Linked DNA regions of Mus musculus: all the other regions are linked to region 4. A link is a contact called in public promoter capture Hi-C data. All regions are on one chromosome and are shown on one strand. Each heading gives the region's core, a stretch centred on a gene start, on an enhancer-like site or on the middle of the called end of the contact. The rest is flanking DNA. Distances are from core to core; before and after follow the strand shown. Region 1 holds the start of Lima1 (LIM domain and actin binding 1). Region 2 holds the start of Cers5 (ceramide synthase 5). Region 3 holds the start of Csrnp2 (cysteine-serine-rich nuclear protein 2). Region 4 holds the start of Map3k12 (mitogen-activated protein kinase kinase kinase 12). Region 5 holds the start of Gpd1 (glycerol-3-phosphate dehydrogenase 1 (soluble)).

What was found. Promoter capture Hi-C pulls out the DNA fragments that hold promoters and counts their contacts. Capture Hi-C pulls out chosen DNA fragments and counts their contacts.
Region 1: a promoter capture Hi-C map of pre-B cells shows a contact between it and region 4, with 5 times the contacts expected there. The contact joins the promoter of Lima1 here to the promoter of Map3k12 in region 4. A contact is called at or near these places in 3 of 39 promoter capture datasets (liver and pre-B cells).
Region 2: a contact with region 4 is called in a promoter capture Hi-C map of pre-B cells, with 4 times the contacts expected there. The contact joins the promoter of Cers5 here to the promoter of Map3k12 in region 4. A contact is called at or near these places in 3 of 39 promoter capture datasets (the C10 cell line, hippocampal neurons and pre-B cells).
Region 3: a promoter capture Hi-C map of pre-B cells shows a contact between it and region 4, with 4 times the contacts expected there. The contact joins the promoter of Csrnp2 here to the promoter of Map3k12 in region 4. A contact is called at or near these places in 2 of 39 promoter capture datasets (liver and pre-B cells), 1 of 115 datasets of contacts at active chromatin or transcription factors (astrocytes) and 1 of 9 other capture datasets (adipose tissue).
Region 5: a contact with region 4 is called in a promoter capture Hi-C map of adipose tissue, with 2.8 times the contacts expected there. The contact joins the promoter of Gpd1 here to the promoter of Map3k12 in region 4. A contact is called at or near these places in 2 of 39 promoter capture datasets (liver and pre-B cells), 1 of 115 datasets of contacts at active chromatin or transcription factors (astrocytes) and 1 of 9 other capture datasets (adipose tissue).

The regions. Positions count from the first base shown.
Region 1 is chr15:99,874,092-99,876,791 of GRCm38.p6, reverse strand. It overlaps Lima1 (LIM domain and actin binding 1), which reads left to right and starts at 1,336. Exons shown (of 11, transcript NM_001113545.1): 1 at 1,336-1,459.
Region 2 is chr15:99,771,067-99,773,831 of GRCm38.p6, reverse strand. Cers5 (ceramide synthase 5) reads left to right here and starts at 1,317. Exons shown (of 10, transcript NM_028015.2): 1 at 1,317-1,649. The coding sequence starts at 1,453.
Region 3 is chr15:100,493,827-100,496,682 of GRCm38.p6, reverse strand. Csrnp2 (cysteine-serine-rich nuclear protein 2) reads left to right here and starts at 1,444. Exons shown (of 5, transcript NM_153407.2): 1 at 1,444-1,649.
Region 4 is chr15:102,515,577-102,518,276 of GRCm38.p6, reverse strand. It overlaps Map3k12 (mitogen-activated protein kinase kinase kinase 12), which reads left to right and starts at 1,273. Exons shown (of 16, transcript NM_001163643.1): 1 at 1,273-1,489. It overlaps Tarbp2 (TARBP2, RISC loading complex RNA binding subunit), which reads right to left and starts at 85. Exons shown (of 9, transcript NM_009319.3): 1 at 1-85.
Region 5 is chr15:99,716,251-99,718,950 of GRCm38.p6, reverse strand. It overlaps Gpd1 (glycerol-3-phosphate dehydrogenase 1 (soluble)), which reads right to left and starts at 1,364. Exons shown (of 8, transcript NM_010271.3): 1 at 1,303-1,364; 2 at 622-799. The coding sequence starts at 1,343. All of the region lies in intron 2 of Gm16537 (predicted gene 16537), which reads left to right.

The DNA of each region.
Region 1 (2,700 bases), core at 87-2,586, 2.6 Mb after region 4:
AACAAAACCCTTTTAATCTTCGAATAAAGTTAATTTGCTTCTTTAGTACATTTATCCAGAAATCAGTCTAGGTTAGATTTTTGAATGATATTCTATCCTTGGTGAATGGCTCAATTCCTTAAAACTTGTTCATCAACAGCTTTTTGTAGGTTTCTTGTTTTGTTCCTTTTGGGTTATTCTCACTCTGTAACACTGGACATCCAGGGACTCAAGGCAACCATCCTACCTCAGTTGCCAGGATAAAGGCCACATGTCCTGTGCCCTTTGCCAGTGACTGCTTTAGGAGTTGAACAAATCTTTCTACCACTGGCCCTTATGATACTAATCAACACTCACATGAAAAGCCTCAGAATTCCTTTCGTTTGGTATGTCACTAGACCTCAGGAAAGGATACTATCAAAAGGCTTCGTGCAGAGAGGAATGGTGGTGGAGCCAAGAATCTGAGGGCTGGATGGCCACATGCTATGTCTCCTCATGATCTATTCAGACCCTCACATTCCTAGTGCAGAAACAGAAACAGGTCTTGCAGACACTGTTGAGAAGTGCAAGCCCACTCTAGGGTGTGTGCTACTACCCTTCTCTTAGAGCCTCTTTTAAAAAAGACTTTTATTTAATCTTATTAGTATGTATATGTGTGTGAGTGTGTGATGTGTGTGCAGTTCCTCACGGACGCCAGAAAATGGTATCAGGTTCCCCAGGTGCTGGAGTTACGGGCAGTTTTGTGAGCCAACAGCTCAAAGATCACTTCAGCTACACTGTGAGTTCCAGGCTAATCTCAGCTACATGTGATGACCCTCCTCTGTCTCAAAAGAAAATGAAGGAAAACCACCCGTTGTTGAAAAAAACAAAAAACCAAAAACCAAACAAACAAAACCCATAGCTCTTGGAGAACTTGGACACCACCTACTCTTATCTAATCCTATCCTTTCCTGAGGAAACTCAGGTCCACTGAGGTGAAGTGATCCAATGTAGTCTGAGCCAGGCCTCTTTGGCAGCTCTTTGCAGCACAGGGCATGGCCTCTCTTAAAATACCTTTCCACAGAACTTACCCCGACAGCACCAGGAACTTCCCTGAAGTTGCACTTAGACCAGATTTCTGGGTGAGTCTCAGATCAAACTGCTGCAATCTCTAGTCAGAGAGAGATAGGGTGAGCCAGAAAGGGGACACGACCAAGTTGGAGGCTGACACAGGAGCCACGCCTCCTGCAACACCACCGCTACTAGGGCGACGCTCCGGTCACGAGTTGAACACGCCGCCGGGAGCGAGCACGTTCGCTCCAAGGCCGCGCGGGAGGCGGGAGACGGGCGCGCCTCCGCGGCAGGGGGCGGGGCTCTGAGCGGGGCCGGGGCGGGGCCGCGGAGCTGAAGGTGCTGCAGCCCAGTTGCGACAGGTGCGCTGGGCAGACAGAGCGCAGGACCGTGGCCGTGCAGCGCCGAGCCCCGACGGCTTTCTAGTCAGGTAAGCGCTTCCTCTCGCCTCGCCCTCCGCAGCCTGCATGCGCGCGGAGACCCTGCTGAGCCCCGCACTCTCCCCGCGTATTTTGAGGCGGTGGGTAGCAGGAGCAGGAGGCTCACCCCTTGGGGTCCACGTTGGAGGAGCCTCCCATGCTCCGCCCTCCCTTCTGGGAAGTCCAAGGGACTGAGACTTCGCTGCCTGGGCCCCTGGTCTCGCACGGGATGGAGGGAAAGTGGCATTTCATCAAAAGTTAAAACACCCTCTTAGGGAGGTAATCCTGCCACTCTTTCCTTCTTCCACGCGGCCGTTCCTTTTCCAATTTTTCTCCCGTCCATTCCTCCAGATGAACTCTGGTTAAGACTTAACATCCTTCCGAACAGTTCCTACTTGCTGTGTCCTTCCCAAATCGCTATGGTGTACTTGAGCTGGGATCCACTGCTCACTCGCATCCGTAGGTGTTAATATTAGGTAACTGTACACCCCTGGCCACACACACTGGAGCTCGAAGTCGTGGGTGCTAGGAGCGAACCATCTGGCACCCGTCCTAGCCTTCTTATTGGTGCTCACAACAATGAGTTTAGCTGATCCTGGTGAGAGATACTGATCTGCTATTGTCTTGCAACTAATTCCAGCTCTCAAAAATCTGCCTAATCCAAATGGTTCTGTTGACTTTGCAAGTTAGCCGAAGACTGTGAGGTTATGTTTTTAAGACGTTGACCTTTGGAGGGCAGATCATCCTTGGCACGGAAGTGGGTGAGTGGGCTACTTTGTATCTACATAGTTACTGGTACAAATACCTAGTCCAGTTAGTCTATGGACGACCAAGTGTGATCATGTTTAGACAGCCTTCAAAAAGCTATAGAGTTAGCAGGAAAGAACAACTCCTCCTCAGTCGTTGTCTTCTCCTCCTCCTCTCCCTCCTTTTTCTTCTTCTCTTCCTCTTTCTGCTTCTTCAGAGAATCCCTGACTAGCCTTGAGCTGGCTATCTAGCTTTGGCTGCCTGAAATATGGCTGCCTCTGCATCTTGAATGTTAGGATTAAAGGTGTGCTCCACTGTCCCTGACCTTCAATATATATATATATATATATATATATATATATATATATATATATATATATATATATATATATATATATATATATATATATATATATATATATTTTAAAAATTACCATTTGTGTGATGTGTGTGCATGAATACCAGCCATCGTGCTATGGTAGGCTTGTGGAGGTCAGAGGGCAGC
Region 2 (2,765 bases), core at 68-2,567, 2.7 Mb after region 4:
GTACTTACATATAATAAATAAATAGGCCAAAGCGATCTGGGCCCAAGCGGGCTGGAAACAATAAATAAATAAAAAAATAAAGTTGAGGTGGTTTGTAAGATAAGGAAATGAGAGTTCTGGAGTCTAAGTATTTTCTTTCTTTTTTTTTTAAGATTTATTTATTTATTATATCTAAGTATACTGTAGCTATCTTCAGACACTACAGAAGAGGGAGTCAGATCTCATTACAGATGGTTGTGAGCCACCATGTGGTTGCTGGGATTTGAACTCCAGACCTTCGGAAGAGCAGTCGGGTGCTCTTACCCACTGAGACATCTCACCAGCCCCTCTAATTATTTTCTAATTACAGCTGTTGGTCTATATGACTTTGGGCAAACTATTCTGCCTCTTTGGACTTCAGTTTATTCCTTCATAAACTGCTACATGACAGATGTCATTAAAACTAGCGGTCATTTATTTTCCTTTTGCCTTGTTGCTTTTTTTTCCCCCCATTACCTTCTGCCTCAAGAGGGGAGAGGAGGAACCTTTTGTCCTGTACTGTATGCAAACTGGTCTTAAAAGGAAGGGACAATTCTCTCCCTTTGGTCACCCAAGTGCGGAGCCGTCAGCTGTGAAACACTACCTCCCACAGACACTCAAAAGGGAATGGGGGTGGGATGGGGAGGTCTCATGAAGTTCATTTTGGCCCTGAACTTGCAGAGAACGACCCTGAGCCCCAAGTGGGATTACAGTGGAGGCTGGAATTACAGGCTTTTAATGTAAAGATATTTCAAAGCCTTGTGTTTTCTCTGAGAAAAAGTGAAGGTAACTTTTAAGGCCTAAAGCCAAGGAGGGGGGTGGAGATCAAGGAAGTGCAAAAAAGGAGAAGGAGGAGTAGGAGGAGGAGTATGAGGAGGAGGAGGAGGAGGAGGAGGAGGAGGAGGGGGAGGAGGAGGAGGAGGAGGAATCAACTAGGATGAACAGCACAGCCGGCTGGCTGGGACACCGGGACTGTAAGTGATGATCAGGAACGTATAGCCGGGCCGGGAGCCAGAAAGAACTTGAATCTGCTGGACTAGGAAGAGTGTTTCCAAAAGGGAGAAACTAGCCTGAGGTAGGGGTGTGACCATGGTGATGTCGAACCTGCTGAAAGAAACTGGGCGTGGCTCGGGCTGCAGGTGAGGGGCGTGACCAGGACAGGTGGGCGTGGCCAAGAAGAAATGGGCACGCGGGGCGAGGCCGGGACCCACATGAGGGGCCTGGGCTGCTGCGACGGAGAAGTGGGCGGGAAGGCGGGATGGGCGGGGAGGAGGCCATCCTTGCGGGAGAGGCGGGCTGGGCGGCTGGGAGGACCCAGGGACGGAAGAGGGTGGCCGTAGGCCGGGCCCCGCCTCGGGGCCGCCTCCCAGCGGGTTCCTTTTGCCTTGACTGCCTCCGAGGCTGTGGCGGCAGTGGCCGCCGGGCGCGCGTAAGATGGCGACTGCAGCAGCGGAAACCCTGGGCCTCCTGTGGGGTTGGCTGTGGAGCGAGAGCTTCTGGCTGCCTCAGAACGTGAGCTGGGCGGACCTGGAGGGCCCGGGCGACGGCTACGGCTACCCGCGCGCCCAGCACGTGCTGTCGGTGTTCCCGCTGGCAGTGTGCATCTTCTCCGTGAGGATGCTGTTTGAGCGGTGAGCGTTGCTGCGCGGGGCCGGGGATGGCGGGGGGTAGGGGCGGGACGCCTGGGCCGGAGACCGAGGGCCGGAAGCCGAGGCGGCGGGGCGGGGGAGCCGGGGAGCCCGGGCCGCGGCGGGGATGCTCGGAGCCCGGCGACGCGCCCCTGGAGCCTGCGTGCGCGCAGACCGCGCGAGTCTAGGGTGTGGGCGAGTGAGAGAGAATCGAGGGGAGTGCTGGGCCTCAGAAGTGCAGATCACAGAGTCGCATGGAGCTCTCGAAGGCTGCCTCCCAATCTCCAGGAACCCAAGAGTGAGTCGTGCTCCCGCAGTGCCCGGCGAGAGGAACGGGAAGGGCCTGGGAGAACCAGAATTAGCTGGGGTCCTGGAAGCTTGTGGGTTCAGTGCAAGCGCCAGAGCTTCCGAGCGACGTAGGTGGATGCATGAGATGTAATGTTTGCTAAAGTTACTTTACTTCTGGGGTTTGAAACAACAGGATCAGTTAGGCCCCAAGCCCTGATTTGTTAGCGCGTGAACGTGTTAGTATGACAGCAGACGTCTGGCTAGGATAGGGTGTGGTGAAGCCTGAGGCTTCCAACATTTGGGGAAGGTGTCAAGAGGAACTGCTGAACGGGCCTTGGAAGCCTGAGATGGGAGAAGTGGTCATTTTGAAGGCGATGGAGCCTGAGACTTTATTGGAAACAGCTTTGTGAACCAGCTTCTAAGGTGGTAGTATTCACAACATACTTTGCCCAGCTACATGCTCTGGGCAGAAGATCCCCCCCACCCCACCCCCACCCCGTTCTTCAAAGGGCTAGTCTTATCTGCTGCCAAAAAGACACTGTTCTTCAAGGATCTGATGCGATCTGTAATGAGGATCAATCATAGCTGTGTTTTTGATAAAGCTTACTCAAACTCCAAGGAAGTACTTTCCTCGTAGGCAGAGACGCCTTCTGTAAAAACCTTATCTAGAACAAACACGACACTGATGCCAGAATTCCTTTTCTAGTGTGGAGATGTGGTTAGACAAAATAATCCATTACTCAGAAGTATCTGTTTTGGATTACTTCTTTGATTTGTCTACAAGGGTTTTTTTTCTTATATCCAGCTAGTCACTAATCTGTATTTAGTAAT
Region 3 (2,856 bases), core at 195-2,694, 2.0 Mb after region 4:
TATATTTTCCTGGTCATATGCAAAAATGTACTGGGATTTAGAACTTATGGCGCTTTTTTCATGAAAAGATTTGAATAGCACACACACACACACACACACACACACACACACCCTACATAAAGTTTAATCCTGTCGTGCATCCACCTAGCCAATAAATACTCACTGTGCTCCTAAATGTCAAATAACCAGATTTTAAAAACCTGGTATTGAGAATACAATAAATAAACAACTCTTCAATTCAAGTTCCATGGAATCCAGTCAAGACAGAAGACTAAAAAACAACAAATACAAGTGGTAGTGATGCCAAGGAAATAAAGAGACCAAAAGAAGCAGTTATTTCAAATCATGGCTCTCATTCCAGTACTTAAGAAGCTAAAGCAGGCTTTTAAAATGGGAGGCAGGCAGATCTTGGGGTTCAAGGCCAGCCTGGTCTACAGAGGGAGTTCCAGGACAGCCAACGCCACAGAGAAACCCTGTCTCAAATAAACAAATTCAAAACCATCTTGAGCTAAAAAGACCCTGTTCAAAACCAAACGGTGTGTGTGTGTGTGTGTGTGTGTGTGTGTGTGTATGTGTGTGTGTGTGTAATGTATTACCTCTCTAATATGAAGACCTGAATAGTTACTAACTGAACCAACGTATGGCTGGTTGGCATAAGATTGTAAAGGTAAGCCGGGCGTGGTGGCACACGCCTTTAATCCCAGCACTTGGGAGGCAGAGGCAGGCAGATTTCTGAGTTTGAGGCCAGCCTTGTCTACAAAGTGAGTTCCAGGACAGCCAGAGCTATAACTTTTTGGTCCATATTTTGCCCACTTTAAAGATGAACTGCAAAACTGTGATTATCAGAGACAATAATTAAAAAAAGAAAAGAAAAGAAAAATTTAAGAATGTGAAGAAATCAGCCCGTATAGTGGCGCACGCCGTTATCCAGCATTCAGGACGCAGAGGCAGGTGGATCTCTTCAGTTCGAGGCCAGCCTGGAATAGTGTGAGTTCCAGGGCAGCCAGAGCCATGTAGAGAGACCCCGTTTGGGGTGGGAAAAATGTTGAAATCGATCCATCATATAAATAGATAGGTCATTGCTCATAATTTCTCTTATAAATTAGGCCAGCTGCAGCAAGTCATATGGGACAACCCCGTGAGAATCACGTTCCCCAGGCATGGGGTGAGGTTCTGGTGCGAGGAAGTGTAGCCGAGGATCCGCAGCCTCCCGCTTCAAGGCGGGCAACTGCCCTACAGGCGCTCTCCGGGGTCCGCCGCGAATGTTCCAGGGTGGGCGAGGGCTTTTGGGCACTGGCCGCCTCCAACTCCCGGCATGCCTTGGGTGTGGGCCAAGTGTAGACTCCATTTCCCAGGCTGCCCCGGGCCTCGGCCGCGACGCGCCGGCGCCTATAAGAGGCAGAGCGCTGCAGCCGGAGCCTATTGTTAGCCGGAGCCGGGACGGTTCTGGTCTTCGCTGCCCGGGGAGCCAGAGTGCAGAGCCGCCCGACCCCCGCCGCCTGCCGGCCGGCCCACACACCCTGCAGCCCCGAGAGCCACGCGACGGGCCTGGGAGCCGGCACGCCTCGGTCTCCCCTCCTTGCACACGGGCTGAGTAGGCAGCGGGGGCGGCGGAGACCGTGACGGGAGAAGCGGCTGCGGCGGGGCCGGTAATGGGCCTGGGGTGCGGGGAGGAGGGGTCCGCCTCGTCCTTGCCTGGCAGCAGTTCTCGGGCAGCCGTGGAGCAGCGCTCCGGCGCCGAGCTGTGCGGACTAAGGAGGCGGGGGGCGGGGAGCCGAGGCGCCTCTGGGAAGAGGCGTGAGAGCTAGGGGCGCCGGGGACGCGGGTCGGGCTGCAGGCTAGCTCGAGGGATGGATGGGCGGCTTGGAAGCCGGCTGGATTGCGGCTGACGGCTGAGTTCGGAATGGAGTGGGCAGTGATGTAGGATGGAGGGAAGTGAAGGAAGGGGAGGGGGCCTGGAGGAAAATGTGGGAGGAGTGGTTGGGAATTTGTGAGTAGCAGGCAGGAGGATGTGGAAGGCTGTGGGGACTGCAGAAGATGGAAATGAGCGGGAAGGTTAGCGGGAATCCATGGGTTGAGAGCGGAAGGGTTCTTCAGCGGTGCTGAGGGGAACTGGTGACTTGGCATGTCCCTTCTGCTCTGATTCCCGATGTCTCCCATTTTTTCTGGCGTTGTGTGCAAAAATGAGAGCATCACTTGTCCCGGGTGCTAGCTTGATCCTTTTCGCAGGCCTAAACACGCAGCCGCCTGCCATCCATCCTTTGAGTGCTATGGTCTTGATTCACCCTTTTAGAAGGGTTGAGAGTGACAGTGTGACACAGAAACCATTCTTCAGTATGAAAGGTTAGAAGTTATCCCCAAGAGATGACACTGTTCCCCGTGTCCTCCAGTTTTCGTGGTTAGAACCCCAGCCGATTCACATTCTCCTTTTCTTTGGTGGCTTTAAATTTTACAGATATCCAAAACCAGGGTGTTGGTGTGTGGGAGAGTTATAAATGGCGATATCCTTCCGAGGAGAGTTAATGCGGCATCATGTTCCAGGTCTCTCACAAAGCTCTGTGTCTTCTAGGATGTGGCTTTAATGTAGGAAGCCGAATTCTAACCTAAACGGGGACAACCTGGGGAGTAGAGGAGGGAAGGGGCCTTCTTTAAATACCTAGCTTAAGGAGGAGGTTTACACCGAGTGTCTTCCCACTTCCACGATCTTGGGGATCGCAAGGACACGTAGAGCCATAAGATAGTATTTGCGAATCACCCACAGTATCTTAGAAAGGGGGAACAAGGTAGGGCATCGTACTCAAGTGTTACAGTGTTGCGGTATAACAGGAGCCTCGCTGCCCCAGAGTGTCTGGTAGT
Region 4 (2,700 bases), core at 24-2,523:
ACGAGTGGGTTGGGTTTTTTGTTTTTTTGGTTTTTTTTTTTTCCTAATGTCATTCCCGCCTTCCTCCTTGCGCACCGCCTCCTCCCAAGCCGACACTGTGAGCATGCGTATTAGCTGCGTGTAGGCGGCCAGGGGCGGGGCGGTAAGGTCTGTCTCCCTGAGAGAACTACAGAACCCAGGCGCCAGCGCGTCATTCGGGCGCCGCTGCGGGCTTCGCTGCTTTATTGGCTATACTGAGAGCGACTTCCTGTAGGCGCTTGCAGATTGGTCACTTGGCCCAGAGGGCGGAGACGAGGAAAGGTGTAGCCTTCTCCTTGAGGAAAGGCTGTGATTGGCCGAAGTCCTTTTGCTGCCCCAGAGGGTGTGCCTTACCTGGCCACCCCCACCCCAGAGCTCTGGGGTTTTATAAGTCCGGAGTTCTCCTCAGACCCGGTCTCCCAGGCTGTAGCGTAAGCTTCTCAGCACTCCGTGTCAAAAAACCCGTTGCTTTTCTGTGGCTTGTCCTTCGCCTCTCTTCACTAACTCCACGCAGCCTGACAGGGTTCGTGCCTCTTTAGATCAGCCCTAGTGAACCTCTTTTAACTGTCCCGAGAATCATTAGATGGACCTTCTGTGTTTAGTCTCACCTGAAAGAGCACAGGAATAATTAACGAACTAATATACGCGCAGAGCTTAACGATTACCTTTGGCTCTCCAAAGCCTTGATACCACCAGAGTGAAAGAAATATGGGAAATCTTGTGACCTTGGACAGAAGGAGAAAGTGATACCACGAAAAACGTGATTCAAAGAGTGTTTTTTAAAATGGGTCTAGGATAAGATGTCTTGCTAGAAAGGAATAGGGTTAGAGGTAAGAGGAATCAGTAATGAAAACGAGCGATCGGTCATCCAGGAGCACAGAAGTGGGAAGGGACCTACGGCTGGGTGGATTCCAATTGGGTGAAAATGGAGCAGCGACGAGGGAAGGCCAGCTGGAGATGTCGGTATGACAAGGGACCAGTGCCAGAGCGTTGTGTATACTGATGGACTGCGCTCTCGGGGTGTAGGAAAGAATCTGTAAGACAGGTCACAAGGGGATCCTACAGATTCCGCATGAGGACCAAAGTGGAACTGCCGTAGAACACCTCCAGGAAGGAGCCTGGATCGCGCCGGATGGCAGCCACAGGCTCCTTTAAGAGGCCGGCGACTCCAGCGCAGCATCCCCCGCTCAGGGCGTGTCCGTCCCGGGGGGCCAGGGGCGGGGGCTTTGGAAGGAGCGGGAGTTCAAGTCGAGTGGGGACGGGGCTTCGAGTAGGGGGTGGGGGCTAAAAGCTGGGGCTGACACCCGTACACCTGAGTTCCACACGAGCATCGCCGGTGACAGCTCTCCAGGTCCGGTGGAGGGCAACGGGGGGAGGAGGGAAGGAGGAGGAGGAGGAGGAGGCGGGAGCAGCATCCGGAGCGGAGCTGCAGCAGCGCCGCCTTTTGTGCTGCGGCCGCGGAGCCCCCGAGGTGAGAGCCTGGGCGACTTGTGGGGGTGGGGGGCAGGGATGGGTTCGGGTCTTGGGATCCTGGCGTGGAGGGAGGGTCGGGATACAATTGTGGCGTGGTGGGGGAGGAGGTGACTCGAGGATGCTGAAGCTGTGGTATGAAGGAACTAGAGCCCTGGACCCGACGCCTGGAGATAGGAAGGAACCGGGCGAAGCTGAGGGATGCGGCGGCCCAGCTTGGAGACCAAGAGCCTCCAAAGCTGTGGTGGATTATGCGAGGATGAGGGTGGCTAGGGGAAGACCTAAAGGACAGCGGGCAAGAGCACGTCCTCTCCTCCTCAACCTCAGGACCTAGAAAGGAGGGAGAATTGTGGCCCCCTCCAGGGAAGGGATGGAAGGGCAAGGCCTAATATACCCACCGCCCCCCTCCCCCACTCCTGCACCTAATAGGCTCTACCTGAAAATTAGGCTGCACCTACACCTGCATGCCCTGGCAGGGCCCTCTCCCCCGTCCATCTGTAATCCCTCTAATCTCCAGCTGTGGCATTCCCTACCGTCCAGCTGTTGCACCCCGTCCTCCATTTGGATGTAGTTTTCTCTCTCTTCTGCCTGCTCGTCTCTGGTTTCCTTAACCCATTTCCCTAGTCAGGCGCTTCACAAACCTCCCTTTTTCTCACACACTCACCAAACTCCTTGGCTTACAATCTTGGTAGGCAAGGCTTTGGCTGAGGGTAGAAAGAGAAGAGGGGTGGGTTCCATAAACAGTAGTAGGGCTGCAGGGAGGAGCCTTGCGGCTCTCTGTCTTCTGCCTCTTTGGCCTTCAACCAAAAGAGCATGCACATGAGGTCTCACACACCCCAGGCACCTGGAGCCTCACTCTAAACTCTCTTCTGATTCTCCCAGCCGCCTCGTGGTTTTCAGGCAGAGGGTCATCCCAAGCTTACACCAGTAGCAAGAATTTGGAAAGGAAACAGCCCAAGTTCCCTCTGGGCCTTGCTGTCCAAACATTAGTGTTTACAAGTTCAAGAGTGCTGCCATCTCTCATGGAAAGTTATCTGGGCCCCAAGTTGGGTCTAACCAACTGTTGACTTCCAGGAAGACCCCAAGGTCCAATACTTGCCAAGTCCTAGATCTTTGGTGGATGGAGGTGGAAGATGGAAGGTGTGGCTGGGGTTTCCTAGACTTCTTCACAAGAGCAAAACCCTGTTAAAAGCAGTTACTGCTCTGAGTCTC
Region 5 (2,700 bases), core at 115-2,614, 2.8 Mb after region 4:
ACACGCCTGCCTCCACGCTGCCACACGTTTAGCCCTTGGCTATGGGTCAGTGAAGACTGCCAAAGGCAGCCTAGGCCTGGCAGGGGGAAGAGGCCAACTAAGATTTCATCACTGCTGCGTCTTAGGGGCCCGAACTTGGCAGTGGGAGCCCCAGTCTCCCTGCGGACTCTCTGTCCCCCCTTTCTAGGTGAGGAGAATGCCATATGGATTTGACCAAAGACCAAAAGTCCAATGATCAGCCTTCAGATCTGCTAATAACCAGTGAATGAGTAACAGGGTTAGAGTTCAGGGCAGGCAGGAGAAGTTGGACCCCGAGTCCGGGAGCCTGAGAACCAGCCTTTGGTTGCCATGGAGACCCCTCTTTTCCACCTAGCACCTCTAAGGGGTGGTACATTCAGATTCCAGAAAGATTCCAAAAGAGTAATATAGGGGCTTAATGGGGGAGGGGTACTCCAGGCCTAGAGCACCCCGCCTGCTGCTCCACCAAGCCAGCGGGCGCCTACAGTGGCCTCCTCCCCTCCTCTGGGAAGGAGGCACCTCGAAGTCACTTTTGCGTGTTGACTGAGTATACCCTTTCCTTGCCTCGCTCTCTCTCTCTTCTCACATCGAGTTGGAGCTCACCACATTGGGGGGCAGCTTGTGCCCTGGCAGGTATTTAACATTCTCGTGCTGAGTGTTGATGATCTCAGTTAGCTTTCTGCCCCCGATGTCTTCCTCAAACACCCACATGGTCACCCGTGGGTCAAAGTGTGCCAGCCGGCCTGCATTGCTACCCACGATCTTGGCAATGGCTGAGCCCCTGGCGGGAGAGGAAACACAGGAAAGTGGACTAGGGTGACAGGGAGGAGGGGGAGGAACTCATAAAGCTTGTTGGATTTTTTTTTACCTCCTGCCTCTCACTCTCACGTCACTCCGCCCCCCTACTCCCACCCTGGTCCCCTATGATGAATGTGTCTCCCACAACTGGCAATAGAAGATTCAATCTATCCAGTCTTTGCTGCTGGGGAGGTGGGCTAGCCTTCCCTACACCGCGCAGGCAGCTTCTCAGGCAGGGAAGGCAACAGCACTCTGCTCACCTTCCTGTGGTGAACAGGTGCAGCGCCCAGGCGGGCACAGCCGGGAGGCTGGGCACAGACTGTCCTGTGTACCGTAAGCACTGGAGACGGCAGCAGGAGTCCAGCTGGCTCCTGAGGGCATTTCCTACCCTCTGCCCGCTTCCTGCTCACCCAGCCTCCCTCCGCGGAGCCCCTCAGCCCTCGGAGAGCCCTTCCCTCCCCCCCTGCCCTTCACAGAACCACTCACCAGTTGCCAGAGCCGACAATGCAGACTTTCTTGCCAGCCATGGTGCTGCTTGCTGCTTCTCTGCCCCGGCGGGTGTGGGCTCCGAGTATTTAACTCCACCACACGTGGGTGCAGCCAAGCTCCGCCCCTGAGGTGGCCCAGAGGCTGGCACCCAGGGACTAGGAGTCTGGCCTGCAGAAAGGGTAGTAAAGGGGACAGACAGGTGGAGAACAGGACTGAGGCTGAGGCCAGGCCAGCTTTTCCTCTCGAGTTCCCAGCTGACAGTGCTGGCCAGCTTCTTCCCTCGTTTGGCCTCGGCTTAGTTCTCCACCTACGTATTGGTATTGAGTCTGGTCAAGAAACAGTAACACCCCCCCCCCCCCAGCTATCACACCCCCCCCCAGCTATCACACCCCCCCCCCCCAGCTATGCCTTCAGTCTCCAGCACTGAAATAAACTGCAACTGACAGGGCTCGGCATGGTGGTGCATGTCTTTAACCCCAGCGCTTGGGAAGCAGAGGCAAGAGGGTCTCGATGAGTTCGAGGCTAGTCTGTTTCAGAGAGAGAGAGAAAAAAGCACTAGCGTCAGCAACAGCGATGTTTTCAAAGGCAAACGCCTCATCGCTCTCGCTAGCTAGCATGTGCCTCCCCCAGATCCTCAGCTGTTCCACTCCCATGATGTCCCATGATGGTAGCTCCACCACGGGCTCTGGGTGAGAGGATCAAGGGATGTGAGCACCTTCTAGGGAATAATACTACAATACCACATACACAGTAAGGGGCTGCTTTGGTGTATACCCCCACCCCGACCAAGGATTAAAATATCTCGGGAGAAAATGGACATAGTGGTGCACACCTTTAATCCTGGCGTTCAGGAGGCAGAGGTAGGTGAATCTCTGTGTGTTTGAGGCCAGCCTGGTCTACAGAGTGAGTTCCCAGATAGTGGGGGGGGGGGGGTTACATAAAGAAACCCTGTCTTGGAAAACTAAAAATAACAAGGTCATCTTGGTTACTTGCAGGTCAGGGACCCACAGGTTGCCCCTTCACCTCAGATAATCTCCGTTTGAAGGTCTCTAAAGGGAAGGAAGGTCAAAGGCCACTGGTGACACGTGGCCCACCCACACTCCTTCCAGGCTTCAGGAAGGGCAGAAGGTGGTGGCCAGCACATGCTCCTGGATAAGCCTGATCTCCCTTCAATTTCTTCTCTCAGGCTCTGCTTATCCCACAGGGACCCTTAAATTAAACAGCTGGTTACAGTCTCTAGACAGGGCCAGAGAAGCCAGTTACAGCAGCAGCCTCTAAAACTCAAGGGTAGCCATGTCTCCGCAGCTCTGTGGTCTCTGATGCCGGTGTGGGTGTGTAGCTTTGGGGGAGGGGGAGAAAGGCAGGCCCATATCCAGCAGTTTGGGCTCCATGGCA